Linked DNA regions of Mus musculus: region 2 is linked to region 1. A link is a contact called in public Hi-C data. All regions are on one chromosome and are shown on one strand. The core of a region is the stretch at or near the end of the contact, and the rest is flanking DNA. Distances in the headings are between cores, read along the strand shown.

Region 1 (2,803 bases), core at 213-2,712:
TGTATTCTTCCCTAAGACCGTTCTGGCTCTTCAGGGGCCCCTACAGTACCGTACGACTCTGAGGTTCAGCATCTCCATTTTTGTGGGCCGGAAAAGCCCAAACTATTAGAATATGGTGGGAAGGGCTGTTGGAAATTCTATAGTGGTTGTTGAATCAGTAATTGTTTTGGATAGTGTTGACATAGCTGGACAAAGGCAAAATGGGACCCAGTCGGAGCAAAGGCTTGGCAGATCACCCCAGCTTTCTATTCTGCTGGATTATAGCTTCTACCAAGAATCAGTCTCTCCAAAACAATGCTGGGTATTGGCAAAGAAAGATTTCCGGGGTCCCTGCCCTCCTCCCTCGATTAGGCCACGACTGGATGTGGGCAGGGCTGAACTGGAAAGTCAGGGTCTGAGTACACTTTTGAAATTTAACGATTTTTAACAGAAAAACGAAACCAGGAATTAAACTTGGACAAAGAAGTGCTAAGCCTTCATCCTAGCCCTTAGCTCTTCCTCTAGAAGCAGGAACTTGCTAATGTCCTTTCCTGAACGGTAGTTGGTCCATCCCAAACCACACTGCCGGTGCGATAAAAATGAGCAAACACATATAGACAGCTTCAGGGGCTAGCAAGTGGCACCTCCTCTGCTTGCCCCCCACCCCCACCTCCTAGCCTTACCCCCACCCCCGCCAACCACAACCCTACCCCAGGAGGAGCAGCGCAGGGCACTAAGGGGAAATCAGCAGTGGCCCCCTGGGGGCAGACTCCACCCCTTCCCTCCCTGAAGGATATGACCTCAGGCTGGGTGCTCCCCTGAGGCTGGTCCGTAAATGGCTCCGGTCCTGACCCTCTTACAGGAAGGAGTACAGGACATAGCAGCCCAAGTGTACCACTTTGGAACCCTTGAGATGAGCAAGGAGAAACAGCACGTGTTGGAGACTTTCTCTGAAAGCCCTCTTCTGCCTAAAGGCAGGTCTTTTGAGAGAATTCCCTTACAGCAGTGCTTCCCTGAGAGTTCCATAGAAGAGTGATTGTCTCATGCCAGGAGAGGAAGCTAGAAGTCAGCTCTCTCAGAGAAACTCTGTCTCAAGCCACCATCCATTCTATCTGTTTGTTTTCACCTAAAACACTTCACAGGCTGCCTAACACCCCTTCCCCTTCCAAAAGAATGCTTAAGCACCTCTCTTGTTCGTTAATAAGTTTGCTCTCTGTGGTGCATTAATCTGTCTGGTATCGGGCTATTTCATAGACTCATTTAAGGAGTCCTCTGGGAGTCAAGGCCTCCCTCCCTCCTCTCCCTCACTTCATCCCAAACACCCTTCCACCTCCTCCCCAGTTAGCTACCTTGGGTCTGGGGGAGTCCGCAGGGGACACCTTCAGCCTTCCTCACGGCGGGCGTCAATTGTGGTCAGTAGCAAGTACAGAAAGCAGAGCGAAAGCTAGGACCTCGATCTGGGGTGGGTTTAGGGAAAACTTTAGTGAAATTTGCATTCACTTCCTCTGTGTCTCCCTGTACCACGTTCCCTCTCTCGGGTCTCTGCAAAGTCTATCCTGACCTCTGGTGGTAGCACTTGGTTACTGCACCTTTAGAAATACAGGTTGAGAGGCCTTCAGCCTGAAACCACTTGGACCATAATCATATTTAGCTTTCCAGCTTTTGGAGATTTGATGATATTTGCTTTACACATAATGAAATATTTTGAAGGTGGGACCTGTAGCAGTTACTCTTCTGCTGCTCTGATAAAATACCACACTCAAGGCATCGTAAAGGAGAGTTTATTTGGGCTTTTACAGTTCCAGAGGGGTAAAAGTCCAACATGGCAGAGAATAGAAACAATCAGCCGCAGTCACGGTACAGGAACAACGGAGCTCGAATCTCTTACTGCAGGAATGGGGGTGGGGGACTGGAAACGGTGTGTGCCTTCGAAACCTCAAAACTCCGAGATGTACTTCCTCAAGGTACACCATGTCTAATCCTCCCCCAAACAGCACCTTAGACTGGAAACCTCACACCCAACCACCTAAGACCGTGAGAGAGGGACATTTTCATTCAAATCACCACACCCAGAAATGTCAGACTTCGTGGAGCTATCACCAAAATATTCCCCAGTAAGTGATCACCATGCAAGAGTACTCTAGAGAGTACTAATATAAAATTACAATGGAGCAAGTTGTTGGGGTCCAGGAGTCGCCCCACAAACCACAGAAACACCTATCTCAGTTAAACAGGGATGGCTTATTGAACACAAGACTCATCCGCCAGGACGACAGCTCAAAGATACACACTGGACATTTCTCAGGAGAGACTTATAACAAATAAAACTGCAAAACCCACAATGAGTTCACAGGCAGGACCTAGAAGTGCTGCCCAGTAGTCAGCCCTGACTCAAACCATTTTAGACATAACAGTTCGTATTGACCTTTAATTTGATGAGTCCTACCTGAAGCTTATAGTTGTGGAATATCTTAAGATTAGCAAACCTCTTAACGTACAGAACATAACAGAGTATGTGGTCAGCATGGCCCTGCTCTGAGGGGAGTCGTTTTTTCTGCATCAATAACTGGCAGGCACATTACAGCAATGATATGTCTTAGCTGCTTAGTTGGCTGGCATGGAACAAACTGGCCACAGCTGTGCTGGGGGCGGTAGGGGCAGCCTTACCAGAAGTATTAAAAAAAAAAAAAAAAAGCCTTTTCTAAGCCCAACCCTTCCTCTTGATCCCCTCCAGTCTTGCAGAGACTAAAAAGAAACAATGATACCAAAGAGAAGACACCAAGCAAGAAGGAAAAGCAGTTAGCCAGCTCCTCTGTGGCCCAGG
Region 2 (2,803 bases), core at 217-2,716, 33 kb before region 1:
TTGTTTCTCTGCTAGGGGCAGGACCCTCCGCTCTCCAGTCTCTGGATAACTTACTGGATGGCTAAAGCAGATGCTGAGTCTGCTGGTCCGTGGGGCACAGCTTCAGATACACAGGTCTCACCTGATGACCGTGCATTAGAACCCCTCAGACTATCCAAGCATCCAGCTCAGTGAACTGAAATTGCTGGTGATGGGGTCTGAGATGTGGGTCTTCTTCCTCTGTGTTAAGGATCAAACCTAGGGCCTCATTCATGTCAGGCTAAACATTCTGCCCTGGAACGACACTCTTGAACCTTGAATTTATTTCTCGTTCCACGAGTGGATTTTAGTCTATAGCATGTTGAAGACTATTACTAAATAAGAGAACAAATTGCTTGTTTAAAAGGGGGGTCAGGGATGGAAAAATCGCTCAGCGGTTAAGAGCACTTAGTGCCCTTCCAAGGACCTGGGTTTGAAACCCAGCACCCACATGGTGGCTCACAGCCACCTGTAATTCTAATTCCAGGGAATCAAATTTCTTCTGACTTCTGAGGGCCCCAGGCTCACAGGTGGTATACAGACATACATGTAAGAAAAACATCTGTACACGTAGAGTTAAAATAAAAAACTAAAGGGACAAGAGCCTATGCTCTTAGTGGTAAGGTGTTTGCCTGGTGGTAGAGTACTTGTCTAGCACATCAGGTGGCCTGGGTTCAAACCCCAGCACCATGGATGGATGACCACTATAAAGGGGGGCTAGGGTGCATGGTGGTGTACCTCAGTGGTACAGTGAGTGTCATGGCCTGGATTCCTTGCCCACATTAAAGAGGCAAACCTCAGGCCTCCCAAGGACTCTAGACAATGGAACCCCATGTGGATTTGTCTGGGTGCTGCTCTTTCTCGGGACTCGCTTGAAGTGTTTTTAACAGGATGATGAATCAGAAACCTTGGCCCAACGACCTGAAAATAGTCACAACACCTGCCATTATAAAAAGCAAGGACTACTCCAAGATAGATGGAGATATGTGCCCCCAAACGTGGTAGTTTTTGTGTCATAGTAAATCTCTGAAAGAAGAAATTACAAATTATGATTTTATTCACTTCACCTATGAATTGTTAGATTTTTTTTCTTTGACCCCATCAGGGTTTTCACATCAAGATAATCTCTCTCTCTCTCTCTCTCTCTCTCTCTCTCTCTCTCTCTCTCTCTCTCTCATGTGTGTGTGTGTGTGTGTGTGTGTGTGTGTGTGTGTGTCAGTGTCACAGATATACAGGCCATATCAGACCACATTAAAAGCACATAAACGCAGGTTTATTAGATTCTGCTCCCAGGCAGGCAGGCTCATCAGTTCCAATGACGAGAACTGAGGAAGTCATGTGCCCAGGTTAAGGTGGGGGTGGGGGACAAGTATAGCTCTTTAGGTGAGGGGTGATAAGCTGGGCTTGTGCCCAAGTATGGTCAAGATATGAGCGAGCACTTAGGCAGGGATTGGGGTGGCTGGCAGCATCCGGGGAGGAGGTTACGACAGCTGCCAAGAATGCAGAACTGGACTCTTGGCGCCTTTCCGTTGTTTGGAGGCTTCCTCGTGCGGGTAGAGTTGGGGGAAGAGGGCAGCTTGCTTGTACAGGGATGAGCGGAGATTCCAGACAAGCGTAAGGAATTCTGCACCCCGAAAGCAGCAGGCCCTTCAAAAGCTCAAGAATGAGATGAGACTTAGAAATTGAGATAGGCATGATTGGTGGAGGGCTGTGTCTGAGGCACGGGGTGGGCGGAGCCAAGCGTCACATCCAGGCTTCGCATATGATTGGTGGAGGGCTGGGAGTCTGCGACACGGGGTGGGCGGAGCCAGGGTTCACACCCAGGTTTCACATATAGGCTGTTAGAGGCTAGAGAACCGTTGTAAAAGAGGAACAGTCAGTGTTACAGAACGAAACAGATTCCCTAGAGAACAGGTTATGAATGTAGCAGGCCCAAACCAAGGCCAGAATATAGATCTGAAAGTCTAGGGGTGGGGTGGTCATGGGAGGAGCTATGAACATTAGGGCAAATGAAATGAGTCAAGGGTGCAGGACAGAGCCCAAGGAATCCCCACATTCTAATAGCAGAGGCTGATCTTCAGCCCTGGGTGGTTCCCCTGGCCACGTGCCTTGAACATTAGAAACGTGACCTTGGAAGGGGAACCAGAACCCAAGCTAGCCCTGGCTACATGAGGCCCCTCTTTAAAAAAAAATAATGATGATGAAGAATTAATTAGCTAATGAATTAAGCCAGATACAACATTATATTTTGGAGTCAGGCTTTCCTGAATAATAAATTTATCAGACTATCTTTAATTCAACTTTCTTGCTACTGTTGTTATTACAACAGTATTTCTGTTATTTCACTCTCAGAATTTGCTGTCTTCACAATATAAACTTTTCTAGTCTGACATAGCCCAACAATTCTATGAACTTTATTTCATACCAGAATGTCTTCTAAAATCTCTGTTCAATAATACTTCTTAGTATTTTGAGGAGATGGGCTGGAGAGATAGATCAGTAGTTTAGAGCACTGGCTGCTCTTCCAGAGGACCCAGGTTCAATTCCCAGCACTGACACACCAGACTACTATCTCCTGCAATCCAAGTCCAAGGGCTCAGATTCTCCCTCTGGCCTTTGTAGGCGTGTGTGAGTGTGTGTGTGTGTGTGTGTGTGTGTGTGTGTGTGTGTGTGTGTGTGTGTTAATGCACACACATACATATATACATATATGGTGTTTGTGAATGTGTATGTAAATGTGTATGTATGTGTGTGCCTGTGTATTCATATATATTATATTTATATA

Evidence for each region. A called contact is a pair of places that touch in the nucleus more often than the background predicts.
Region 2: a contact with region 1 is called in a Hi-C map of Th1 cells, with 2.2 times the contacts expected there. The contact joins the enhancer-like site here to the promoter of A630001G21Rik in region 1. A contact is called at or near these places in 1 of 39 promoter capture datasets (macrophages), 2 of 15 datasets of contacts at CTCF or cohesin (the NIH/3T3 cell line and pro-B cells), 44 of 484 Hi-C or Micro-C datasets (B cells, CD4 T cells, CD8 T cells and 28 more), 14 of 115 datasets of contacts at active chromatin or transcription factors (the 230-238 cell line, CD8 T cells, the HPC-7 cell line and 9 more) and 3 of 9 other capture datasets (adipose tissue, liver and pancreatic islet).

What each region holds. Positions count from the first base shown.
Region 1 is chr1:85,735,144-85,737,946 of GRCm38.p6, forward strand. A630001G21Rik (RIKEN cDNA A630001G21 gene) reads right to left here and starts at 1,463. Exons shown (of 6, transcript NM_177055.3): 1 at 1,329-1,463.
Region 2 is chr1:85,701,960-85,704,762 of GRCm38.p6, forward strand. The region is part of intron 17 of Sp100 (nuclear antigen Sp100); the gene reads left to right. Among named protein-coding and RNA genes, the nearest start is that of A630001G21Rik, 33 kb to the right of the region's middle. Within about 2 kb of position 1,467, at least 275 of the 459 cell types and tissues checked have an H3K27ac peak or open chromatin away from gene starts, as enhancers often do. A contact at or near this core is called in the 230-238 cell line, B cells, CD8 T cells and 29 more, where this site is marked.